Linked DNA regions of Mus musculus: all the other regions are linked to region 1. A link is a contact called in public HiChIP or PLAC-seq and promoter capture Hi-C data. All regions are on one chromosome and are shown on one strand. The core of a region is the stretch at or near the end of the contact, and the rest is flanking DNA. Distances in the headings are between cores, read along the strand shown. Region 1 holds the start of Pax6 (paired box 6). Region 2 overlaps Dcdc5 (doublecortin domain containing 5). Region 3 overlaps Dcdc5 (doublecortin domain containing 5). Region 4 has its middle 35 kb from the start of Dnajc24. Region 5 holds the start of Rcn1 (reticulocalbin 1).

The links. Promoter capture Hi-C pulls out the DNA fragments that hold promoters and counts their contacts. HiChIP or PLAC-seq counts read pairs in DNA pulled down with a chosen protein or histone mark.
Region 2: a contact with region 1 is called in an H3K4me3 HiChIP or PLAC-seq map of neural tube, with 5 times the contacts expected there. The contact joins the enhancer-like site here to the promoter of Pax6 in region 1. A contact is called at or near these places in 17 of 39 promoter capture datasets (the 3T3-L1 cell line, the C10 cell line, the HPC-7 cell line and 10 more), 1 of 15 datasets of contacts at CTCF or cohesin (stem cell-derived epiblast-like cells), 24 of 484 Hi-C or Micro-C datasets (brain, cerebellar granule neurons, cerebellum and 12 more), 18 of 115 datasets of contacts at active chromatin or transcription factors (astrocytes, craniofacial prominence, differentiating embryonic stem cells and 11 more) and 4 of 9 other capture datasets (adipose tissue, embryonic stem cells, liver and 1 more).
Region 3: an H3K4me3 HiChIP or PLAC-seq map of neural tube shows a contact between it and region 1, with 4 times the contacts expected there. The contact joins the enhancer-like site here to the promoter of Pax6 in region 1. A contact is called at or near these places in 3 of 39 promoter capture datasets (the 3T3-L1 cell line and liver), 7 of 115 datasets of contacts at active chromatin or transcription factors (embryonic brain, embryonic forebrain, embryonic hindbrain and 3 more) and 1 of 9 other capture datasets (liver).
Region 4: an H3K4me3 HiChIP or PLAC-seq map of neural tube shows a contact between it and region 1, with 4 times the contacts expected there. The contact joins the enhancer-like site here to the promoter of Pax6 in region 1. A contact is called at or near these places in 12 of 39 promoter capture datasets (the 3T3-L1 cell line, 3T3-L1-derived adipocytes, the C10 cell line and 7 more), 9 of 115 datasets of contacts at active chromatin or transcription factors (astrocytes, bone marrow-derived macrophages, embryonic basal ganglia and 5 more) and 4 of 9 other capture datasets (adipose tissue, embryonic stem cells, liver and 1 more).
Region 5: a contact with region 1 is called in a promoter capture Hi-C map of stem cell-derived epiblast-like cells, with 4 times the contacts expected there. The contact joins the promoter of Rcn1 here to the promoter of Pax6 in region 1. A contact is called at or near these places in 19 of 39 promoter capture datasets (the HPC-7 cell line, cranial neural crest, embryonic stem cells and 11 more), 9 of 484 Hi-C or Micro-C datasets (the G1E-ER4 cell line, the HPC-7 cell line, LSK cells and 3 more), 6 of 115 datasets of contacts at active chromatin or transcription factors (craniofacial prominence, embryonic limb bud and embryonic stem cells) and 2 of 9 other capture datasets (adipose tissue and liver).

Annotation. Positions count from the first base shown.
Region 1 is chr2:105,673,142-105,678,378 of GRCm38.p6, forward strand. It overlaps Pax6 (paired box 6), which reads left to right and starts at 2,603. Exons shown (of 12, transcript NM_001310144.1): 1 at 2,603-2,831. RefSeq lists a promoter at 2,083-2,664 and a cis regulatory region at 2,083-2,217.
Region 2 is chr2:106,179,450-106,184,686 of GRCm38.p6, forward strand. All of the region lies in intron 3 of Dcdc5 (doublecortin domain containing 5), which reads left to right. Among named protein-coding and RNA genes, the nearest start is that of Dcdc5, 100 kb to the left of the region's middle. Within about 2 kb of position 2,887, at least 17 of the 459 cell types and tissues checked have an H3K27ac peak or open chromatin away from gene starts, as enhancers often do. A contact at or near this core is called in cerebellum and neural tube, where this site is marked.
Region 3 is chr2:106,147,310-106,152,546 of GRCm38.p6, forward strand. All of the region lies in intron 2 of Dcdc5 (doublecortin domain containing 5), which reads left to right. Among named protein-coding and RNA genes, the nearest start is that of Dcdc5, 69 kb to the left of the region's middle. Within about 2 kb of position 2,587, at least 11 of the 459 cell types and tissues checked have an H3K27ac peak or open chromatin away from gene starts, as enhancers often do. A contact at or near this core is called in neural tube, where this site is marked.
Region 4 is chr2:106,036,418-106,041,654 of GRCm38.p6, forward strand. It overlaps the pseudogene Gm9342. Among named protein-coding and RNA genes, the nearest start is that of Dnajc24, 35 kb to the left of the region's middle. Within about 2 kb of position 2,039, at least 14 of the 459 cell types and tissues checked have an H3K27ac peak or open chromatin away from gene starts, as enhancers often do. A contact at or near this core is called in neural tube and stem cell-derived neural progenitor cells, where this site is marked.
Region 5 is chr2:105,396,565-105,401,801 of GRCm38.p6, forward strand. Rcn1 (reticulocalbin 1) reads right to left here and starts at 2,755. Exons shown (of 6, transcript NM_009037.2): 1 at 2,406-2,755. The coding sequence starts at 2,641.

The DNA of each region.
Region 1 (5,237 bases), core at 1,353-3,852:
GCAGTTTCCAACAGTCCCACCCGAAGCCCCCATCCCCACCCAATGACGTCAGCGGCATTCATGCCAGGCTCCTAGCTTCTTCTGATTTTTTTGTTAAAACTTTTCTCTGAGGTGAGATGGGGGTTGTGGGTGGGAGAAGGGGCTGATTGAAAGAGCCAGTGCCCTGGGGGGAAATAGCAACAAGATTATGGCTGCCTCTTTCTTAGGCAAAGCTTAAGAGGGTGCTAATCCACTGGGTTGCTAATTGAGAGGTTGTAAAAATGATATTCGCCGCCTCCAATTGGGACAGTCGCTGGGCACCCCCCCCCCTCATCTTGCTTCTTTAATGCTTGCTTGAGATGTAAAAGGGGAGAAAAGGAGAATGCTGACTTCTCTGATCTGGAACTTGGACTTCAGGCAGGACTTCCTGGGAACCTCTGAAAGTCCCGGTCCTACGAAATCTTTCACTGGAGGCCGCCAACTGCAGCAGTGGCACCACCTTCTTAGCCTCTGGCCAGTGTTTCCTTCTAGCTCCGATCCAGTGCCTTAGGTCCTCCAGAGTGAGCCCAGCTAGTCAGCCACCTTTCCCAAGCTGAGGAGATGAGCAGTTTGTGCTAACCCACCTCTGGCTCGGGTTACGGAAGGCCTCTTCTGTCCCCGGAACTCTGCTAAGGCTCCTTGGGTCCTTATTGCTGGGCCCCAGGCAAGGGCTAGACTAGGATGTCCAAATCAGGCTCAGAGGCAGCCTGCAGCGTCCATCTGGCTCCAACTCCCATGGGGATTCATCAGCGCAGCCTGCCAGAGATCAACTGAGTGAGCAGACTACTGCTGGACGCTGACTTTCGGTTCTTTCCCTAAGTCAAAAAAAAAAAAAAAAAAAATCAAAGGCTTCGATGGTGGCTTTCGGCCTCCTTGCCTGATCTTTGCCAACCCCACTTCCCTTTGCTGGGTTCTGAGTGTGTTCCGGATCTCAGGCCTTCTACTTCTCGGCTCCAAGGCCCGCAGGCTGCGAGATAGCTCCGGACAGCTCAGGACAAGGCGGCTGCCTGCTCCCCTGTCACCTAAACTGCAGACTCCAAGGGACGTCTTTGGAGTGTACTGAGGTGTATCCTAATGTCCGGCATTCAACAAATGGACTTCTGGTGTGTGGTCAGGAGGGAAAAGCCATTTACTTACTGTCCTCGCCGTTTTTCTGGCAACAGTTGAAGGGGAATTGCCTCCGTGGACTGAGCTGACCCAAGAGAAGGGAGTCTTGGCGGGGATACATAAGCACCACACACAGATAACCGGTTCCTCACAACGACACACGTTGACACACCAAGAAAGCCGGCGAGGACACACACTTGCAGAATCTCTCCCAGCATTGGTCAAACCCCACCCCCACCCTCAGGCTTCCACTACTTCCCCTCCCCTCTTGTCTTCCCCTCCTTTCGATGGCTTGGAAAAGCAGCCGCACTTAGTCAACAAATGGCACGTGGGAGAAGTTGGAGAGTGTTTGGTGAGGACTCTTCAGAGCTTTTCACAAGAATCCTCTGTACACAAAGTAAGTGGCGTGTTTACTCGAGCCTCTCCAGGCTGGGGCAGTGCGTCCGCTCCGCTGAGCACGGCGGCTTCGGAAAGCAGAAAGAGAAGAAAATGCCAGCGGTGCGGGAGTGGGGTGGGGGGAAAATGGGCAGGCTCGGGAGGCCTGAGCTGGGGTGACCGCCGGGCCTCGCTGAGTTCTCGGCCTGGAGGCCCTCTTCGGGCCTAGGCATAGTTGTGCCACCATCGCCGGAGTGGGGGCTGCTGGGATCCAGGGACACTCCCGCCTCTTTTCTCTTGTTCCTAAAAGTCAGGTGGGCTAGAGAGCCGCCACCGCTGTACTTTGTGTCCTGGGGCCAAGGCCGAGGTGGACAAGGGGTGGGAAGTTAGGGTGAAATGGGGCGGAGCGGCAGGCCACTGTACAAGAAAGGACCTCGTAGAGATGGTGAAACTTGCTACCTCCACGGACTGAGAACCCCTGGCCCAGCTTGGGGTTACGGGGGCAGCATGCTTCCAGCTCAGAGGCCTCCATTAGACTGATCAAGTTCGCGGCCGCAGCGCTGGCCGCCGAAGCGCATGGAGCGGGAGACCTCGGCGAGCGCCAGAGCCTAGGAGCGGGGGGCCCAGCGCCGGAGAGAGAAGCCGGGACCCACCGGCAGAGCCGAAAACAAGTGTATTCATATTCAAACAAACCGACCAATTGCACCAGGCAGGGAGAGGGAGCATCCAATCGGCTGGCGCGAGGCCCCGGCGCTGCTTTGCATAAAGCAATATTTTGTGTGGGAGCGAGCGGTGCATTTGCATGTTGCGGAGTGATTAGTGGGTTTGAAAAGCGAACCGTGGCTCGGCCTCATTTCCCGCTCTGGTTCAGGCGCAGGAGGAAGTGTTTTGCTGGAGGATGATGACAGAGGTCAGGCTTCGCTAATGGGCCAGTGAGGAGCGGTGGAGGCGAGGCCGGGCGCCGGCACACACACATTAACACACTTGAGCCATCACCAATCAGCATAGGTGTGCTGGCTGCAGCCACTTCCCCACACTCTTTATCTCTCACTCTCCAGCCGCTGACAGCCCATTTTATTGTCAATCTCTGTCTTCTTCCCAGGGATCTGAGAATTGCTCTCACACACCAACCCAGCAGCGTCCGTGGAGAAAACTCTCACGAGCAACTCCTTTAAAATACCGTCATTTCAAACCGTTGTGGTCTTTAAGCAACAACAGGGGGGGGGGACCCAAACAACAAAAACCAAAAAAAAAAAAAAAAAAAAAAAAAAAGCCCTCAAAACTCTTGACAGGAGCCTTGACAACGACGAAAGAGAGGATGCCTCTTAAAGGTGAGTCCCGCTTCTTTCTTCTCAATTTCTTTATATTTCAATATCCTGGCAGGTCTCTCCCTCTCTTCTTTCCTCCCCTCTCGCCGGTCCCCTCCCCCACTGCTACGCCGGGAGAGTTGGGCCTGAGAAGTTTCCACGCAGGAGCCCAAACTTTCTACTTCCAGCGAAAGCCCGCGTCGGAGGGCGACGGTCCGCGCGAGCCACAACAGCGCGGATCTTCAGGCAGGCGGCTGGCTCTGCACCAGCGCAAGTGCGGCTGGAGCTCTCGGAGAGCAGCTAGGCTGCAGGGCGCCCCCGCAAACCGCAGCTCTCAGCTTCAGCGCCTCCAAAAGCTCGCGGTCAGCGCAAAGGGACGTAGAGGCTCCTCCGTGCCCCAGGCCGCGGAGAGCAGCCGCCGGCGATGCTTTTGTCCAGCCCGGGCCGAGCCAGCGCGCAAAGAGCGCCCAACCAGCCGACTCTCCGCGCCGCCTCCCGCCAGCCCGCGCTCCGGCTTTGTGCAAGATTCTCCCGGCACAGAACTGCCCGCAGCACTCGAGCACCAAAGGGTCATCGCGCCCTCCGCCAGCCGGAGCCGTCTGGATGGGCACCACGGCCGTGCGCCGGAGGCCACGAGGGACCCAGAGCGAGAGCGGGCGGTGAAAGAAGCCACTAGGCCGAGGCGGTCGGATGCGCTCTGCGAGGGAGCTCCGAGCCGATCGCAAGGACTGCCAGCTTCCATCCACCCCCCAGGGCCCTCGCCTCCAGCCTCAGCCGAGCGCTGAGCTCAGATTTGGAAACAAACGCCCTAGCTCTCCCGGCTTCCCACAACTCTATCTTGCGAAAGTTGGTGTGTTCCCTGTCCTGTGGACTCCCACCTCCAGCTCTTGGTGGGTATTTTCCCGTGTCTCCATTGACCAAGCTGTACCCCGTGTTGCCATTTCAACAAGTTTCGAGCTGGAAAGGCGGTTTGCTCCCCCTTTTCGAGTGTACTGATATTTTTCTTTGTGTGGCCTAAAGGGGGAAAAAAAAAACTACAAGAAAGCACTGGCTTTCCCTCTCCTCGGATCGCGTCCTCTCCCTGCTAATTAGTCTGAGTAATTCGAGAGCTTTTGGATTCTAAGACCCCAGGAGGAAAAGTGGCTTTTCAAAGTTCAGAAAGTTGTTGCCTCTTTCCCGGGGCAGATCTCCTCAGTCTCCCTGAGCCATAATAGCCTCGAATTTTAGCAAGTGTAATTGAGGGAAATGGAGTTGAATTTCAAGTGGAAATGCTTTCTTTTTCGAGTGCTAAAAAACCTGGCCTTTCATTAATGAGCTTTCTGAAAAGTTTAAAAACAAAGTGAATGCTCTCTCTCTCTCTCTCTCTCTCTCTCTCTCTCTCTCTCGCCATTTTGGATGTTAAACTCGAACTTGGGAAGGGCTGAGGAGATAGGATCAGAAAAACAACTGACAAGCTAAAATCCTTGAAAGCCTAGCAGGTTTACCCAAGAGCACGAATAGTTAGTTGTTGCCGCTGACGGGGAGGAGGTTGCCGCTAACCGGGAGCAGGGCTGCTGGGGATCTTTGCATATGTTTGAAGGCAATTGATGAGTTGTAATCATTTGGCCCTGGAGGGTAAACTTTGTCGCCCTAATTGCTAATTTCCAGGAAGGGCATCTGGAAGAGAGAACCCAAGCTTCTCTGAACACTTCAGCTCTGGAATGCGGGAGTAGGTTTTGAAATTTAAATAATTGAAACAATAGCATAGTGTGAGAGTTCTGGCTTGGGTTTGGGTCAGGGAGTGAGGAGGACAGAGGTCCAATGGACCTTGGAGACTCAGACCTTGTGGCCTTGGAGATTTCTGAATACTCCTTCATTCCTGATGCAGGACTATGACCCCCTCCAAGGCAATACAAAGACCTAGCCTAGGCTAGGGGTTTGGGCTGAGGCAGAGGGGTCTAGCTTCTTTAAGAATAGGTCTGCTTCCGGGTGCAGGGTGTGCCCTGCTTCCCAGGGTGCTTTCTGCACTGAGTGTTAACGACTACTTAGGTAATTAGATAGCTTCTTAGAGGAGAGGAGGGTGGGAACCGAGCAAAACCGGAACCTGAAGTGCTATCACCTTCCCACTTGCTTGGGAAACTAATCAGCTAGCTTTTGGGGGATCAGCTAGACAATTTTCTAAAATGGTATTACGGAGGTCCGAGCCGGCTTGGAGACATGAGGCTGTGTAAAAAATGTGGTTCGAGAAGAGCTTAGGAAGTTTTCTGTCGCAAACAGAATTCTCCACACACACACACACACACACCCTCCACACACACACACACACACACACACACACACACACACACACCCTCCATACACACACCCTCCACATACACCTGCTATCCTTTGCAGCTTGAGTCATATATATATATATATATATATATATATATATATATATATATGATGGAC
Region 2 (5,237 bases), core at 1,637-4,136, 510 kb after region 1:
AGGGCGATGCATTTCTAATCCCCTCAGGTTGTGTATCAATATCACTTTCTTACATAAAAGCCACAGCACAACTTTAAGAACCAATAACAGAAGAATTCAGGATCGCATCTCCACTTTCACTTCTGATGCTATTTATTTGAGTACTCTTCCTCTCCCTAAGGATTTGTTAATTATTTATCTTTTTAGAGAATTAAATCTGCATTCATTTGTTTGGGTTTTGGTACTGAGGTATAAACCAGAAGCAATCTGCCACTGAGCTAGACCTTTCCAGGTTTTATTTAATTATATTTGTTATCATAGAATGAATTCTGATTACTTTCACACCATGGTCTCTTTTCTTCTTCCCTTGGTCACATCCACTCATCCGTATAGGCCTCTTTCACTTGTTCATGCCTTCTCATTTTGCTTTGTGACCCACTAAGTTTAACCAGAGCCTTCTGCATGACCATTGGTATGGGACTATCCAGTAGACCCTAGAAATAGGTTTCCTATAAATATTCAACCTACTAAGGTTGAGTCAAGGAAAACTAGAATGCTGAACACACACACATCAAGTTAAGAATATAGTATTTGTAACCAAAACCTCTGAACAAAGAAAGTTATGAACTTCTCTAAATAATTAGAGAATAATTAACATCAGTTTTCCTAAAATTATTTCAGAAGAGAGAGCACCTTACTTGTCATCAAGACAATGAAGGCCATATATTAAAATACCACAACTAACCTAGTAAGTGGGTAAAATTTGAAAATACCTATTCTAAGATCTGATGACAGGAAAGGGATACGACTCTCTTACTATGTCTATTCAATACTGCTCTAGAAATACTAATCAGAACAACTAGATCAAATAAGGAGATAAATTACAACTAAACTGGAAAGGAAAAAGTAGAATTAACTCAATTTAGTGTTGATGTAGTCATAAAGGTAGAAAATCCTAAAGATACCAGCAAAAATCTGTTGGAACTAACCAAGGAATTCAGTAAGCCTTCATGATACAAAAATACGGTTGTTTCTCTATACTAATAATGAACTAGCCAATGAGGAAAATAAAAAGACAATTTTTTTTTGAAATGGCATCATAAAAAGCAAAGTGCTTAGAAAACTTAACCAAAGAGGTGAAATAACTATATACACTGAAAATGACGAAATAACTGATGTGGAGATTAAAGATGGCAATATGAACGGGGAGGGGGGAAATCTATTGGTTGATTAGAAGACTTAATCTCTTTAAAATGTCTACACTACTTCCAAATCACCCACAGATTCAATGTAATTGCTATCAAAATTCCAAAGACATTCTCTGAAGCAACAAGAAGGCAACCATGTGAGTCACGATTCCACAAGACTAGGGATACACAAAGCAATTTTATGAAGAAAAAATCCATAGGCATCCAACTTCCTAATACATTGCAAACAACAAAATCTTTGCTAAGTGTACATCCACCAGAGGATCAGTGTGTAGAATATATAAACCACTTAAAATACCTAATCATTAAAAAAGAAACCACATAAACAACCCAGTCAGTGAACTAATTAAATGATCAGGACTTTCTCAAAAAAATGAAGCCAAAAGACATGAAGAAAAATCACATCACTAGCCGTCAGAAGAATACATATCATAACCCCTGAAGATTCCATCTTAATCCTGGTATATGAGTCCTTGGTCTACACCCCAAAGACTCTACATCAGGGTGTCCCACTCAGGTTGACTGCAGCACTATTTGTAACAGGTAAATTAAGGAAGCAATTGAGGTGTCCATCAACAGAGAAACAATAATGGGAATTTGTTTTATGAATACAGAGGGGTTGTTCATAAAGAAAAGTCTGTCATTTGCAGGAAAACGGATGCTACTCCAGGTTAATCTGAGAAGTCAGGCTCAGAAAAACAAATATTATATATTTTCTCTTTTTTGCAGTTCCTAGATCTCATATAGTCATATACAGGCATGCATGTGTATATACAGTGAAAATGGAAGCGAGAGAGTTAAGACACAAAGTGACTAAATGAGAGGGGGCTGAACAAAGAGAAGGGTGTGGGCAGTAAGTACCGGAAATATATTCAATATGTAACATATATATACCTGAACAAACACTTAAAATAAAATTAAAGTTAAACAACTGAATAAGCAATAATAATCACGGTGTGACTCTAGAATACTGTCCTCCCCAGGGACGGGATCCAGGGTGTTCTGATCTGAGGCAGTTTTCACACTGTGAATGATGCTTTCCCATCTCCACCTCATCTCATCCTTTACTGATGCTTTAAAAATGTTTTCTAGGTTAGTCTTAACAGTCGAACCCCTTTAAAAGACGTAATATTTCCATGTTTCATGTCTCATTTTCTCAATTACATGGTATAACATAATGGCATGTTTTAAAAGACAACAATTTTGAGGAATCTCTGCATAAAAGTCCTATAGGCTATAACCCGACTAGCTCTCTACAGCTATTCACGTCTTATGTCGCTGCGTCCCCTGTGTGTTTTCTGTGTGTTTTCTGTGTTGTTTGTAGCACTCTGGTACATTTCCTGGCTGCTGCAACTTAAAATCTTTTCATGCGGAGGATTCCCAATGCCTTCACCTTCAGTGATTGAACTCTCCAAGTAGTGCAGCGCGTCACCGCTCCCCAGGCAACAGGTGTGCCTCGTCCTTTCCTCTCTTCCGGTTCCTAGCCCCTCTAACTCCAGCCCCTCCCCCCCCGCCTCTGCCAACCCCTCTAGCCACTATGAGAGCATCTGCTGTTGCCATGGCTCACTGACTTCTGCCTTCCTGGTCCTGTGCTTCGCTTGCAACTCCTCCTCCTTTTCACCCCCACAGAGATGCTGTCAGCAGTGTTAGCCTGGGAAAGCAGGATGGAAAGGATTGATGGGAAAGGGTATTAGCAAATCAGTAGGGGATGGTGGGAGGGAGAGTGAGCAAGTAGTAAGGTGGGTGATTGTGTCAGAGGATTGATGAGCAAGAGCAAGTGATGTGTGAGTGGGTGGGACGGGCGTGAGGGACGTGGAAGGTAGATGTCTTTTTCACTGGAATTAGTGCTTTCACACACAATTGGTTACTGATGCTCTATGGGTTGCCTTCCACTTATTGCCAGTGGAGGCAGATCTAGTTTCTGTGGAATCTAAAGGTTGTAAAATTTGGGGATGGTAGTAAGCCAGGCAATGGGGAGCTCCTTATAGAATCAGGCCTGGGAGTGGGTTTTTATTTACAATTATAAAAGCACAAGAATTTGGTAGTGACTGGTAGACAGAAGGTCTTGGGTTTTTACCTCCTGGGCCCAATGCTGTTATTATTTTTATATGAGTAGAATGACTGGACACTCTTAAGGCAAAGCTAATGTGTCAGTCTATGTAGCTTTAGATCAAATTCCCATCTTTGTATCTTATAGCTTATTTATGATTTTTTAAAATGGGATAATTTGGTTAATGGAAGAAAGAATGCTGACTTTCATTTACAGCATCCCTGGCCTTTCCTGTGCCCTGGATACTCAGATGAGCTATGTAAATACCACAGGAGCACCTAAAAACTGTTTCAGATCTGCATCCTTTCTCTGTGGTCACTTAGGCAAGTTTAAAGCTCTCTGAGCATTTCTTTGCTTATTTATTATGTACTTAAATCTCTGTGTATCAATTTAATGCCTAGAAGGAGATCAGGTATAGATAGAACCATTGAGGGTTTCTTTAAAAAGCTTTTTTTTAGTGGCATCTTGTCATTTATTTTTTTATTCATATATATTATGTCCTTCTTTTCCACTGTGAAATCCTTGATTTCTTTTTCCTATTTGACCATTTTCCCCCAAATACGTGTTTATAGCCCATGAGAATCTCTATTTCATCTGTTATTTGAATAAACAATGGGGAAGAACTACGATTTTACTTAAATATTTGGAATATTAAATTAATAAATATTAAAATGTTTAATATTAAATCTCAGTAACAGAATTTTTGTCATTATGGTTTTGAAGACTGTCTTTAAAAGTTGGCCAAAATATGATAGAGACAATCAATCCTCTTGTGTAAACTACCCATTTTACAGGTAGGGAAACTGAGACAATGTGAGACTCAGGAATCAATGATGTGTGCTTCCCATCCCCTTGACTGGACAGCACCTAGAGGTGGACACTGAGTTGCCCCTCTCACATCCCAGACGCTCATCTTCTCAGGGCTGCTTTTGCCGACAGGCATCTGCAGCCAGATGTAAATCTTTGCGCTCTGAAAGATCCAATCTTGTCTATTTCCACGTGCTGAACTGAAAAACAGCTTTGGTAGCGAACTCCCGGGAAAGCAATCGGTGCCGGCATTAGCTCCCATGCCGCGCGGGTAGTAATGAGACAGGCTTTGCCTGTGCAGCGCTGACATCCTGGAAGGTGCCCAGAGAATTGCCAGGTGGGCAGTCAGCAGGGAAAGTCCACGGGCCAGAGCTGTATTATGGTCCCAGCAGTGACTCCTACTAAATGAACCACTGAACCTTCCTGCTGCTGGCGCTCGCTCGCTCGCTCAGGGAGATTGTCCTTCTCCGTAGCAGTTAATTTGTTTTTACCTCTCAATTAGCTTTTTCACAGAGTGTTTGATATGCTCAAGTTGCTAAGATTCCCTGCCCACATATGTTCCCCTCCCTGGCATTACCCACTGACACCTATGCTAATCTGACTCATCACGAACACTCCCAAGCAGAATTCTTTATCTGAATAACCCATAATGCAGATTGTCCAGTATCTGCAAAGGAAGTGATACACTCAAACATGCTTAGGATTCTACTCACAGTAGATAAAAATGTTTTCCTAGAAACAGTGCTTGAATAAGTTTTGGTGAATTGAAGTAGCTATCACAATAGGGTAAAGTTATTGTTACAGGCATGGTTCATTAAAACAATTGAATAGCATTAAACACCTTTAACCCTATCCCCAATGGAAAATATTATGTCAGGACTGAGACTGTGGGAAAATTAGTTCTGATTTAGTCCATATTAAATCCTGCAATCTTCATTAGTCTCAGTGAAGTAGAATTTGGGATGTGTGACTAAGCTTCGTTCATTAAGGTTCCCTAACATTCTTTCCAAAGGATAATATGAAGCCTTTTATTTACCAAACATGTGTGTATAACATGTTGTGTTACATGGAATCCATATACACGATGCTCTAATGAGAGTTAAATATAATTTCAAGCGCCCAGTTAATCAGAGCGAAAATCCTGTTCCCCTTTACCTCAAGAAAGTCTCGTCAGAGGGGCTCATTAAATTCCC
Region 3 (5,237 bases), core at 1,337-3,836, 470 kb after region 1:
AAGTCTTATTAAAAACAACATTTAATTGGGGCTGGCTTACAGGTTCAGAGGTTCAGTCCATTATCATCAAGGTGAGAGCATGGCAGTATCCAGGTAGGCATGGCGCAGGAGGAACTGAGAGTTCTATGTCTTAATCCAAAGGCTGCTAGTGGAAGACTGACTTCCAGGCAACTAGGGTGAGGATCTTATACCTACACCCACCGTGACACACCCATTCCAACCAGGTCACACCTATTCCAACAAGGCCACACCTTCAGATGGTGCCACTCCCTGGTCCAAGGATATACAAACCATCACAACCAGTTTTGAATTCAATTTCTCTCCTTTCCTAAGATGAGAAGTGATACTTAAGATTTTCTCCACAAGGAGACTTTTTGGGACTATGTTGTATAAGGTGGAGTTAGGTTAAGACTTAGAGTCCTCAAACTGGAATGAGCTAAGCTTAGAGGGCTTCAGAGTGTGGTATTGAGACACTGTGGGGCTAAGAACCAGAGCTAAGAATGGAGTCCTCCAGTGGTTTGTTTGTTTGTTTGTTTGTTTGTTTGTTTGTTTTTCTCATCATACTACCAAGCACTTGGCATGTAACTCTCCCTCTTACATCTATCTGAACTGAGAAATAGGTTCATACCGGTGTTTTAGCCTCCGTGGAGCATCTTGTAATCATGTCCAACGCTGACTGAGCTGTCTGACTCTCTGATGGCCTCACCTTGGCTTACACTCAGTCACATCTAGATTTCTTCCACCCACAGCTACGTCTAGCCAAGTTATCAACATCACTTAGGGCTACATTCATCATACAAATATTAAATACGTTCATTATTAATTAAGAACGATGCCTCTTTCATTTTCTCCTCTTTTCCTAGGAAGCTACTATGTCATACTGATGGCTTTCCATATGAAAACATTCTGATCATAGCTGTTATTAGTCTTATATGTATGTGTGTGTATGTATATATATATATATATATATATATATATATATATATATATATATATGCATGATTACCTATCTTATCTATCTTATGCCATATATTTTTGATTATTGGGTTTTTTTTTCCATTGTTCTATTAGCCACCCTGTGCTCTGATCCTAACCTGTCTATCTGGGAAAGGTCTGTCACATTCTGTGGCGTGCTAAAGACAGATGTTATCTGATGTGATTTTCTAAGTTATGTATGTGGATGGGACTGATGAGATGAGTTACTTTCCTGCATTCCCTCCTTGCTTATGGCTACAATTTTACCAAGTTAAAAGCAAGGAGTGAGCTGTAGATATGGCTCAGTGGGTTATGGCACTTCCTGCCAAGCCTGACAGCTCGAGTTCAATCCCCAGGACTCAAGCGGCAGAATAGGAGGAGAAGCCCTTGGTCGTGCGAAGATCATATGTCCCAGTACAGGGGAATGCCAGGGCCAGGAAGCAGGAGTGGGTGGGCTGGGGATCAGGGTGGGGGAGGGCATAGGGGACTTTCAGGATAGTATTTGAAATGTAAATGAGGAAAATATCTAATAAAAATATTCAACAAAAAAAGAGAAAAGAACCAAGTCCTGCAAATTGTCTTCTGACCTCCATGCGCAAGTCATGTTGCTCCCCCACTAACACCACACACAAAATAAATGAAGACAAATCTTTTGAAAAGAAATTTGGCCTATCAAAAGGTTTTGCCCAAAGATATCAGGCATTTATAATATAAGGGTCATTCATTAAATAGATATGGTTGTATTTGTCATTTACTCAAGTTAATTATAAACCTGGAAGCCCGTCCCTGTGTTTTCATAGTATCTTACCTGCTTTGAATACATGCTATCTATTTAGCAAACACCAAGATAAAATACATACAAGTCTAACAATATTTATATATTTTGAATTTAGTGCATTTTGAACTATAAAGGACTTTTAATCTTAAGTCACAAATCATTGGGATTTCTTTATCGCAAGTGTCAACACACTTCTTAAAGGAGTTTTATTACTCTCTCCAAAATGTGATACCTACACCTTATCTTTCACATATAGATACACACACACACACACACACACACACACACACACACACACGAGAGAGAGAGAGAGAGAGAGAGACTTTAAAAACTCTCTTTGATTGCCTCAAAAACCAACCATTCTATTTACAGCAAGAACAGATAGAATTCCTTGGACATGCTGACCTATTCATCAGTTTGATTTTGTACATTTGAACTCTTCAAGCTGTTGCCTGAATGTCATATTTGTCTCTGTTGATAAGTAGGAATTCTAAAGTATTATGCCAATCCAACTTAAGATGGATGTAGTGGATTCATTTGTATCTTATTTCTTTTGCCAAATATTTTTATGTGGCCACTCTTTATCCATCTTATTGACTATTTTCAGAAGCAAATGATTTAGGCTAACAAAACTGGGAGTTTGACTTGAACATCAAGTTAGGGAATAGTGTCTTCCCCTGCTCTTCCTGCAGCTACCTCCTGTTCCCATACATAAATGGCAGCCAGCAATGGCTAGAAACAAAGGCTCCCCCAGCCACTGAATACAGTGACATTCATTCTGGGAGAAGCAGGGCCAGCTTTTTGAAAGCTGACTTCTTCAGCTCGACAATAACACACAATGAGTTATTGACTTGTTTATATACGGAGTCTTTTCAGTAACTAACTCTGACTCCCACAGTCTGGACAAATGATTGATTTCGTGGTTAGAAAAGAAGAGGGCTCCTGTGCTAAACTCTGTAGTGCAAACCATTTCTTCCCCATTTGTTCTATAACTGAATGGGACCTTATTAAAATGCACTTTTCAAAAAAAAAATACCTGCAGCTGTCCTTTATAGCTGTGTTTTGTATATATAAATAAGTAATTTGTCCCAGTCTTTTGTATATTAGCAGACCATTTGGTAAGCGTGTCAATATATATGAAGGGTGATTATCTTATTGTTTATGCTAAACTGTATTGCCTATATTGATCCACATGTAAACTATAAATCAAATAACATAGCAGTAGATCAATATTTACTGATGAAAATCTTTGATGAATTCAGTACTCTTACAGGGGCATGCTGATTCATTAAGAATGGGCTACACAACACATATTGTATATCCCATGATTGTTCATTGGTTACTCTTGTGAAATGCAAAAACCATGTGGAAAGCCATAGCTCAGAGCCATGAGAGTTTGGTTGGACTAACAGGCTTTCCCCCTTTGGCTATAACTTATCTGAAATGTCAGCATGGATTAGGTAGACAGAACATACCAGGGTGTTCGAATTACTATGCTTTTTCTAACAATATTTATAATTTAACTCTAGAAAGACTCTCTTCTGTAAAATACATTTGTCTATCATGTTACAATTTTTACAGGAAGGATCTTCATGATTTAAAAAAAAAACATACTTCAGAATAGCTAAGAAGCATACAACAGAAAGGCAGTCAGTTATTAATGCTATGTATGAGACAAGATCACCTCTGTTGAGTCTACACTTGTCGAGGAGGTCATGAGCCTGCTTTCCATTCCAGGGTGTCCACAGGAGAGATTCATGAGCTTGCAGAAATTTTAAGCATCTCTCAAACAGTGCTTTCAATTATAGATCCCATGTTTCATATCAAATTCTGTCTCACTAAACTATAACTGTTAGGCATTTAGGGACAGAATGATAACTGAAGCCTTAGTGTTAACATTTTAAATAAAATATACCCCGAATAGCCAATGAGAGTAGCAAGCATTTTGCTGGGTTCTATAGCGCATTTCTGTGGAATGATTTTCTTCTTTTTATTCTATTCTCTTACATTGCTGGGGATTACACCAAGGGACAAATGTGAGCTAAACAAGCACTATTCTACCAAGATAAGTCCTCGCACAGAGACAGTGTCCAAATTAACAAAATCAGAAATGAAAAGGGAGATATAACAACAGAAACTGAGGAAATCCAAAAAAATCATCAAATCCTACTTCAAAAGCCTATGCTCAACAAAGCTGGAAAATCTGGATGAAATGAACAGTTTTCTAGACAGATACTAGGTAATACCATCTAAACAGTCTTACAACCCCTAAAGAAATGGATGCAGTCCTTAAAAGTCTTACAACCAAAAAAAGCTCAGGACCAGATGGTTTAGTGCAGAATTCTATCAAGCCTTCAAAGAAGACCTAATACCAATACTCTTCACACTATTCCACAAACTAGAATCAGAAGGAACACTACACAATTCTTTCTATGATGCCACAATTATGCTCATACCTAAACCACACAAAGACCCAACAAAGAAAGAGAACTTCAGACTAATTTCCTTTATGAGTATCGTTGCAAAAATACTCAATAAAATTCTTAAAAAACCGAATCCAAGAACACATCAAAACAATCGTCCATCATGATCAAGTAGGCTTCATCCCAGAGATGCAGGGATGGTTTAATACACTGAAATCCATCAAAGTAATCCACTATATAAACAAACTCAAATTAAAAAAAAAAACAAAAAAACCTCATGATCATTTCATTAGATGCTGAGAAAGCATTTGACAGAATTCAACACCTCTTCATGAAAAAAGACTTTGAATGGTCAGGAATTCAAGGCCCATACCTAAGCATAGTACAAGCAATCTACAGCAAACCAGTAGTCAATATCAAAGTAAATGGAGAGAAACCTGAAGCAATCCCACTAAAATCAGGAACTAGACAAGGCTGCCCATTTTCTCCCTACCTATTCAAGTACTTGAAGTCCTAGCCAGAGCAATTAGACAACTAAATGAGGTTAAAGGGATACAAATTGGAAAGGAAGAAGTCATTGCAAATGATATGATAATATACTTAAGTGACCTCAAAAATTCTACCAGAGAACTTATAAACCTGATAAACAACTTCAGCAAAGTGTCTGGATATAACATTAACAACAACAACAACAACAACAACAACAACAACAACAACAAACAGTAGCCTTCCTCTACTCAAAGGATAAACAGGCTGAGAAAGAAATTAGGAAAATGACACCCTTCACCATAGTCACAAATAATATAAATACCTTGGTGTGACTCTTACCAAGCAAGTTAAAGATCTGTATGACAAGAAATTCAAACCTCTGAAGAAAGACATCAAAGAACTTAGAATATGGAAAGATCTCCCATGCTCATGGATTGGCAGGATTAATATAGTAAAACTGGCCATCTTGCCAAAAGAAATCTATAGATTCAATGCAATCACCATCAAAATTACCAGGATAGTGAAAACTATTCTCAACAATAAAAGAACTTCTGGGGGAATCAGCATCCCTG
Region 4 (5,237 bases), core at 789-3,288, 360 kb after region 1:
TGCTTGAAAGTCAACAGGTGGTCAGTGTCTTCATTTTCACCGACTCCCCTTCCCCATCTCAGGACCTTAACCTTGCACCTGGAGCTGGACTATGGCAGGTTGTCAACTTGACTATATCTGGAATTAACTAAAATCCCACACCTGTGAGGGGATTTTTTTTCTTACATCATTTGAAGTGGGAAGACTCACTTCTAATCCACATCTATGAGGTAGAAAATTGTACACAATTTAATCAAGATTTTTGAGGTAGGAAGATCAACCTTTAATCTGGGTCATACCTTCTGCTGGCAACCTATATAAAGGATATAATAGAAGCAAGCATATTTTCTCTTTGCCTGCTTTCCCTCACTCTCACTAGCAAGTTCATTACTTCATTAACATTAGGACCCACTTCTTGGGAATTCTGGCATCTACTGAAGACCAACTGAGACATCTAGCCCTGTAGAGTAAACAACTGGATTCTAGTACCTTCCATTGGTAGACAGCCATTGTTACAACCAGTAAGCCTGTAAGATATTCTAATATCTATCTGTCTGTCTGTCTGTCTTTCTATCATCTCACACATGCACACACACATGAGAGAGAGGAGGGAGGGAGAGGGAGAGAGGGAGGGAGGAAGGGAGAGAGGGAGAGAGGAAGAGAGAGGGATGGAAGGAGAGAGGGAGAAGAGAGGGGGAGAGGGAGGGAGAGAGGGGGAGAGGGAGAGAGAGAGGGGGAGAGGGAGAGAGGGAGAGGAGAGAGAGAACCCTGAGTAATACAAGTGTCCTTCCAGAAGGAAGGAGAAATGAACTTGGTAAATGTAGGAATGGTTCCAATTAACAGAGTGTAAGACCATGGTATCTTCTGGGCTTCATCGTCCCACAGCTGGATGTTCTCAAGTATGCCGAAGCTTGTCCAATTTGATTAAACTGGCAAATCCTGTACCTGTCTCACCACTGTGACTACACATTCCTGTTGATCTCGATGCCACTCATTGCCCTGGAATACTGGGTCATGAGTAGACATCTTCCACTTTCTCAGAGACATGTGACTTTCAATTCCAGAACACAGGCATACTGGATAAACTAAGTCATTCCAGTACTATCTCAATCACTTTTCTTAAAAAAACAAAACAAAAACCAAAAAACAAAAAAATAACAACAACAACAACAAAACCCACACACCAAACCAAAACAACAACAACCTGTATCGTGTGTGCTTCTATGTCTGTGTACCATGCATGCGTATGCCTGGTGTATGCATGTGCGCTCCTCTTCTGGCATCTTCTGGAGCAGATGGTTGTAAGCTGCCGTGACGGTGGAGGTCCCTTAGAAGAACAGCTAGTGCTCTTGACCACTGAGCCATCTCTGCAGTGCCTATCACCTATGCTAAGCCAGTTCTTGTACTACCGAGGGATAGTTTGCAAGTTTTATCCATGTAAGGACTGCATCTCTCATATATGTATATACGTGTGTGTTTATGTGTATGTGTATGTGTGTGTGGGTGTGTGTGTGTGTGTATTTCCTGGTACTTACATTGCTCATGCTTAATAAAGTAAATCATAAAACTGCAAATTCTTAGTTTTTTAAGCTTTAGTTTAACTAAACAAAGTAATAAGGCTTAGTGGTAGGACAGGCTTGGGTCTAAACGTCTCTACTGTCTCTACTGATGGCATGTTCATTTACTTAACCTTTCTGACTTTCCACTTAAGTGTAAAGGGAAGTTTTCCTCCGGGAGCCAAGAACCCTTGTTATGGGGTAGATGTTAATAACTCATTACAATGGATCCACTGTGCTCTTCCACAGGGCGGTTCCTTTTTAGGAGTTTATGTCAAACTAGGAAACAGCCATTATTAAAGCTACTGACGGTCGGTCCGGTCGTTTGCAGCTCCAGTTTGGCCCCAACCGACTTTTGCATTCAGTGGCTGTATCAGAAGGGTCAAGCCTTCAGGATTGTTCTACACATCAAACAGATCACAGCCAGGAGGAACCATCAAATCCAGATAGCTACAAATCCAAGAGTAAAAACAATTCTTGTTTTATGTCGGCATCCAAGAGAAACAGAGCTGTCAGCGTGCCAGTGGGTCAGCTGAGGCAATCAAAGGCACTCACTGTTCTTTTTAACCAACTGTTGAAGCTCTTTTATTTGAGCAGAATTTATAGTGACTCCATTGACCATTTCAGACATTTAAACACAGCGTATCATTTGGGTTTGGGTTCTGTTTTCTATTGTTATTGGATTTTTTTACTTTGAAAACACTGGAGTCACAATGTTGCTAATTGCATTTTAGAAAACACGAGATGCCCTCCAACCTGTGTTCTCGAAACTATAAAAAGAGCACCAGTGGCAGCAACACTGCTTACAAGACATTTATTTTGAAATAGAAATCTGTGCTTTTGTTATTTAACCAATATTTTGGAACAGTATCAAACTGAAACATAGTTATGAAACCATCTGGTGCCTCCATTTTCAGATTATCATAAGCTGTTAACCCAAGAGTTAATGGGCAGAAAGGAATGCGGTGAAAAGACAGACTAAGGCGCCGGTGCGCCCATTGCTTTCAGTGTTTGGATAGACTGGTACACAGTGGTTTGAACTTGTCTTACTTCAAGCTTTTATTTTAAAATATTGACTTTGTTTTAATAGCCTTGTAAATTAATACAATTAGAGAATTTCAAATAAAATATTTTTGGCAGCTTACCATGTTCTTTTGAAAAAAAAATCAGAACTAGTTTTGATTGAAGATAAAATCTAAAATCTCAGCTCCTACTACCATCCACACAATTTGAAATTGTAAAAAATAGAGGCAATAGACTTGACTTTTGAATTAAACTTTTCATCATAATAAACCTATTTGAATTTCTCATATCCTTTAAATATTCAAGAACTTCCATAAATCTAAACACTTGTGGAGAAATCTTGGACATTTAATATCCTGTAATATGAACACCCTGCTATTGTTTTGGCTGTCAGAATGTAGCAGGAGTCTGACTGGCTCCAGTTCTTCATGTTCAGAATCAAAACAAGAAAACTCTGGGGCTTTACAGTAAAATGTCCCGAGTCATCCATTCTCAGAAAGGAAGAGTCTTGGCAAACATCTGTTGTACGCTTGGATACTTTTAAACAGTGTTGAACTCATTGTATCAAAAATTTTGTTGTAGGATCTTATCTGTAGACATAATTTTATGTGTTTACTTTGGAGAATGTATGGGCTAGCATTTTAAAACAAGTTTTAAAGAATAAATATGCACCAAGTTTTGTGTTTTCTTTCTCTCCCTCCCTCCCTCCCTCTCTCTCTCTCTCTCTCTCTCTCTCTCTTTCTTTCTTTCTTTCTCTCTCTCTTTCTCTCTTTCTCTCTTTCTTTCTCTCTTGTTTTCTGTTTAGAGTATCAAAGTCCTCTCTGAAATTTAAGCCACCCCATAATTGCCAAGAATTGTCTCAGAGATATAAACTTCAACCAGGAGTTATTAGAGTAACAGCTTACAAAACTGGATCTGAAACAGCCTTTGCCAAAATTACTGTACTAACCTTCTATCACCTTGGTAACCAATTCCCAACAATATCAATTCTTTATGTCTTATTCTCTTTAAAATACAAACAATTAAGAAAGATAATCATTGTGTGAAAATCTTCTTGTTAGAAATCCCAATCTGCTCATTGCTTATTTAGTCATAGGCATTTTGCTGCGTCTCTCTTTTTACATATATAAAGCACTTTGCTTAGTAATTAGGCAGATTAATTACATACAATGCTTATGCATTTTGGGGAGTTTTAAAACACAGAATGTTTGTAAATAATACTTGACAATAATAAGGTATTTTTATAATTTGATTTTTTGTTTTTGTTGTTGTTGTTTGTTAGCATATTTTCCACTGTTGGGAAACAGCCACAGCATTGACTGAGTTACAGAACCCGACACATGACTCAGTTGGCCTTCTATTTTTGTTTTGTGGGAATGTGCTTCTTTCTTTGTACATCGCTGCATCTTACCTGTTATTTTCTTCTAGTTGCTGGAAGAGTATACAAACAAGCTGAGTCTGAACATGGCTGCACAACTAGTCTTCTTGGCAGATGGCACGAAAGTCCTCAAACCCGAAAATATACCCCACGAAGCCAACATTTATGTTGCAACAGGACAGCCCATTTTAGATCCATTCAAAAAAAAAATTAAAGGTAAAAAAGAAAAAGAAACACCACACTCTCCCACAATAAATTGCTTAAGGGGTGCAATTAAAAAATGATTTTCTTCCTGTCTTTTTTGCATGGTTTAACAAAACTAATGTTTACGCATTTACAGCTCAGTAAGAGGATAACGTGCTTAATGAAAGAAAAATCCACTGACAGCACGTTTATTGCCCTTCATTAGCATTGGTGCTTAATTTAATATAGATCTGAATAGACATTAGGGAGCCTGCAGGAGGTTAAATGGTGAAAATATAATAAATTAAATCAGAGATTATTGAATTTACTGTTTAGTTTCTGTGACACTCAGCAGACACAATTCATTAGATGGATGCTTTCAGAAAACAGTTCAAAGTTTCCAGGATCATCTTTCCATTTATATTCTTGGTCTTTTTTTCAGATTGTATTAACATAGTTATGAAATTGTGGCAAGTAACGAAGAAGTGATTCTTATGTACATGTTAGAGCTCGATTTTGATTTTCTTCAACCTTTAAATATTTATATGTATGTATTTATACAAAGAATCTCAGTTACTGGTCAAGATTTCTTCCACGTGTCAAGATTTTAGACATGTAAAGATTTTCTAAAATTAAGAAAATAAAAGCCTTTTCTTAGTGTGAACTAGCACAATTAAAAAGAGAAAGTAGGAATATCTAAAAACACTCTTCTGAGCATATTGTTCAGATAGCTTGTTATCCAGTGTCCAGTGTTCCACGGGATGATAGCTTTAAATAACAAAAGAGATAACCTCACCATTAGAATCCAGCGTGTCTGACTGACTGCTGTGCTCCCAATGCTGCGCCCACCTCATTAGAAGCGATTTCTCTGCCACTCCCATAAAGTTGGTGAGGCAAAGGCAAGCCTAGGCAGTAACTGCGTGAGCCAAAGAAAACGAATTCTAGAGTTCATTACAGAAGAGACAGTGGAAGTCCCCTGTGCATTAGTGTTACTATATGAGATGACACTAGAATTCTTATCACGTTTGTAACATTTGATCATCAGAAAACAAGCAGTTTCTTGAATTGGAACTGTGTGGTGTTTGTAAAGGAAGCCATTGCTGTAGGATTCTCTGCAG
Region 5 (5,237 bases), core at 1,505-4,004, 280 kb before region 1:
AACTCTCAGCAAGTAAAAGAAAAGAGTAAGGTCTCCAGGAGGGGCGAAGGGCAAATGGGGTTCCCCTGCCTGCCAGCTGCTATCAAGGAAACAAGAAAAACCAGATACTCGGTGGACAGGTGAACCACTCCCAACTTTAGACATTGGAAAGTAATTTAAGTTTTTCTAAGATTATATGAGGCCACTGAGACTGTAACCCTTCAGTGTTTCCAGAAATCTGAAGGAGGACATGTGTTTTCAATAGATGGTCAAATGATAAGACACGGACCTAGCCATGTTAATCCCTCAGCAGCCCAGACTTGAAGGGGGGCTGTTGAGAAAGAAGACTTGGAGAGGCAACTTCGCCCTTAGCTCCAGGCTCGATCAGTCATTTCCAAAAGTGTCAGTCCAATTCTGACCCAGGTGACCTTAGTCAGGAAGGGGCTCAGGCCAGGGACCTAGATGTTATCTTTGGTTCCTTCCTCAACAATGGGTCAAGGTCAAGTAAGGGCTACCATAGTCTGCATCTTTCTTGTCCTAATACCCAGATGCATCAACCCCCACCGTCCCACTGCCCAGGACTCTGTATCTGCCACGGTTACACTCTGGCTCCACTGCCAGGCTGGTGTTTCCAACAAGATTTGGGATCAGGACGTCCTGTCCACCACAAGCAAACACTGATAACATCTCTACCTCCTTGAGGAGGCCGTCCCTCTGATCTTTACTTTCCCTCCTCTTCTACCTCCCATTTCCTCTTCTCTGCCTCTGGAGGAGACCAGCACCCCTCCCGCCCCACCAAAGGGTTAAAACCATGATAAGCAAGCAGGCCCCTCACTTCAGGACCACCTTTCTATTACCATATACCCAGCAGCCTTTGAACCATCTCATAAGCTCTGATGAAGGACCATCTACAAAACCGGGCCCCTCTCTCCAACCTGAAGCCCCAGGGGCTCCTGCTAAACCCGTGGATGATGTCACCATCCTAGCAACCCTGAAAGTGTTTGCCTGCCCTCCTCCACATTGGATGGCCAGCACCTTGTACCTGCCAGATGTCACACAGGATAGCCACTGCAATGCTTGCTACATGAATAAATGAACAAAGCCAAGGTCTTCATACAAGGATTAGACACAGAGAACTCCACTCCCCCTTCTCTTGGGCACTTCGGCTAATTACCCTGAGGTAGGGATTAAATGAAGCCAGAGGCCCTAAGCCTAAGTGTTTCCAGTTCATAACTCCCTTCTCCTCCTCTTTTCTAAGATAATGCAGAATGGCTGCAACCAGGGACCCCAGAATAAATCAGTCTCCAGGCCTCAGAGCAGTACAATGGTGTGAATTTATCAATGGTCCCTATTGTTAAAAGTCCCAAAAAAGAAGAGAAAGTGCTTCCCTACCAAATAAAGGACACTGTTTGGAGGTGACTTTGAAGTCCAAAGGTCTTTTTTATCACAACAGGCAGGTATTCACCTACACAATGGGTATCATTAATCCTGTCCTGCTGAATGCCCTGGCCCCTTTGTCGAACAGAGATGGCTGTGTTCTTTTCAACTGTAGCAGAACTCGAAGATCCTCCTCCCCCAGGAGCAGGTTCTGGAAGCTCTGGTGGCCCACAGGGAGGATGGCTGTGTTCCTCCACAGCCCTGCCTTCACCTGGTCCTCACTAGCTCCTAGTCCCTCTGCACAACGGTCAAGTGTCTCCTGGGCACCAGGGTAGGGGTACTGAGATGATGCCCGGGTTTGTTTCCTGATTCCAGGCTAAACTCACAAAGCCCCACCATAGCCATTTTGCAGGTTTTCTTTTTTTCTCGCCCCCTCCGCCCCCAATCAGTTGCCAAAAAGCTGAGTGCTTCTTCACCCATAATGCTGGGAGCAGAGGCCAAAGAATCCGTTTCCAGCTCTGTACCTCTTGCTCCAATGAGCCCCTTTAAAAACCTGATTTCTGGGATGACTGGTCAGAGGACAAGAACATCCAGCCTGATTTAGAGACAGGCCAAGAACAAGCCTCTCCATCTCTTACACATTTGTTTGATCTTGAGATGTTTTTAAGCAAGTCTCAAGTGCCTCTCTCTGGACTATGGGAAAGAACCAGGTACTAAAAGGCCACAGCCAACAAACTCTGGCTCACTCCAGTCACTTCTGCTGAAACCTAGATGAGGGGGCGGGCCCTCTCGCTCCCTGCTCCGGAGGCCTCTGCCACGTTCTCGCCTCCCTGTGGGAAGCTATCCCGGCCGGGTGTGGTGGCGACCTCCACACGGGGGTCTGAGCGCCCGCTGGCAACTTTGTGCCTCTGAGCCTCAGCTCTGGCCTCGCCCCTGAGACCAACTGGCGCGATTTCGCTTTCGCTTTGCGCTTGTGGTCCCGCGTGGCTCCCTCTGAGGTGGCCATGGGCCCCTGCGTGGTCCCCGGGCGGCCCGGGCCGCAGCCTCACCCCAGCCTCTCCTTGCTCTCGTCCGGGCTTAGCTGATCGAAGGTCTTGGAGTCCTCCTTGCCCAGGAAGGCCTCATGATCGTACTGGAAGCTCTGGTTGTCCTCGGGCGGCCGCTCGCCCAGCTCTGAGTCCGGCCGAACCACGCGCTCCTTGCGCACCGTGGGCTTGGCCCGCAGCGCCAGCACCAGCGCCAGCAGCAGCCCCAGGGCGAGTCCCAAGCGGCCACCGCGCGCCATGGTCGCGAGCAAAGGGAGGCTGCGGGGCAGTGGGGGCTCACAGCGCCGCTGCCGCTGTCCCCTCCCCAGCGAGGGGCGCGCCCGGCTGGCTCGAGGAGGCTCGGGCCGCCCCACTCACGCGCCCATTGGCCACGGCGCCGCCGGGGGAGGCTGGGGCCGCGGAGCCACGTCGCCAGCCAGGGTGGTGGGCGCCGGGCTCCGGTTTCGCTTCGGCCCCTCCCCGCTATCTCGTTGCGAGGGGCGGGTCCAGATGATGGGGGTTGCGGACTGGAGGGTTCTCTGCAAGACCGGAAAGAAGTACTTTGAGAAAATGCAACAGATGTTTTGGGGTGATAGCTCGTCTTCGCTTTTAGAAAAGCAGCGCTTCCACTCAGCTTCCAGCTGACAGCCCGAACTTCAGCCCAAGGCTGGCCCAGAGATGAACATTTAAGTCCGGTTAACAATTTGCATTGTGGTTAGGAGAGCACTTGAGTCTGGAAGGAGGCCAGGATGGGCGTGGTCCCCTAGGTTAGGGAGAAGGCAATCTTAACATCCATGGGATAACACCAGAGGACTGTGGGAGGAGACGGGGTGAATAAGGAGAAGTTCTTTCAAGCTCCTATGGGAGAGAGGCAGAAAGGCTTCCTAAAAGAAGCAGAGATATCATATAAAGCTTTCGTTTCTGAATGTTGGCAAGCCATTTTTACAAACCTACTATCTGTCTCAAATCCTATCAGCGTATTAAATCCGAAATAATGATACCAGTTAGTGATGGTCTGTATTATATAACTTTCTACAGCGAAGGAAATGTTCTCTATATGGCCACTGAATACTTGACATGGAGCCGGTCCAAAGCCAATAGTTGAGCTTAAATGTAAATAGCCACGCGTGGCTAGTGTCTAACAAACTGAGAATGCCCGTCTGAACCTTTTACTCTTCACAAAAATGCATGTAAATGTCAGAGGGTCGACGAATCTTTTAAAGAGTCCCAGGAAACTGTGGTTGAAGAGAGAAGCCTCCTCCTAACCCCAGCCCTAAAAGCTGCAAAACCACCTGTTCACCCCCACCTTTCTAACATTCTGAAGAAAAGGTCAGCTTCTCGCCCTTACAGTAAGGAAACCAAGACATTATAGCACAGAAGCAAGAATCTTTCTATTAAGATCATTTTCGGTCAACCAAATAAGATGATGAGCCTGATACACATAAGCATTTATGGCTGCCTTAGGATTTTACTGCTGTGAACAGACTCCATGACCAAGGCAGCTTGTATAAGGACAACATTTCATTGGGGCTGACTTATAGGTTCAGAGGTTGAGTCCATTATCATTAAGGTTGGGAGCATGGTAGCATCCAGGCAGACATGGTGCAGGAGGAGCTGAGAGTTCTACGACTTCATCTGAAGGCTGTTAGGAGAAAACTCTCTTCTAGGCAGCTAGGATGATGGTTTTAAAGCCCACACCCACAGTGACACACCTACTCCAACAAGACCACACCTACTCCAACAGGACCAAATTTTCTAATAGTGCCACTCCCTGGGCCAAGCATATGCAAACCAGGGCATAATGAAAACGAGCCAGCCAGGGTTCTACAGAGTATACATAACATAGTAGGCCAATCAAGGAGGGTTTCCTGGACTGATAGAAACTGAGGTAAAGGTAAAGGGTAAGCCAAGCAGAGCGATGGGCCTATTCGAGAGGTCCTGTGTTAGCTGGCAGAGGACAGTGCAGCTGGGAGTGATGCTCTGTGACCTTGGACAACCTCTTCTAGATGTCAGGGAGATGGGGGCCGGGGAAGAGGGGACCCAGTGTTTGATGGATCCAGTGTTCCTCCATTGATTTTCCATTGGGATAAGAAGTGCTATATTTGAAACTAGAAAAGTGTCAACTGTTGGTAAATTGGTGTGGACTTGTAGCCAAGGAAACACAGTACTGTGAGGATGCTCCCTTGATGGTTAATCAAGCTTCTAGTGGGCAGTTCCCAGATGCAAAGAGAGACCCCAGGGAGGGAGCAGCAGAGCTCCTGCCCCCTCCACTGCATGCTGCTACTGTTGCCATCACTGTCAGACTGCAGCTTCGTCAGACTTCCGAGGTGGATGGGGGACCAGGAACTCACAGGCATCTTCTCACCCTTCAGCACTAGCTAGGGATGAGCAGCCATCAGATCTGCAACCTCTTGGGCAAACAGATGGCCACTGATTGACTAGCCAGCTCCTTGTAAGCCAACCTAATAGAGCCTCTTTTGCAATGCTTGTTTATTTATTGTTTCTATTCCCTGAAAGAATCCTGACTAATAAACTTGTCAAACACATGTCTTGAGGTGAGTGGCATAATACCCTTTGTGTTTGCAAGGCAAGTGGGATACAAATCGAGTCAAGGGGTGGGGGAAGAAGAGATTGGAAAGGGGATGGGACAGGGAGTGGGGGCTGCTGACAGGCTGCTCACTCATGACTTTTGCCAGGACAGGCTTGGGCTCACTGGTGTTGAAGCAACACATCATGAATGAAGGTGGCATACCTTTCAGCCTTGCCACAGTTGGGCTTCCTGCCACACACTGCTGGTTTCCCATAGAGTGTTTCAGAGGTAGACTCATTCCCTGTGGGAATTACCCACAGTGCTGT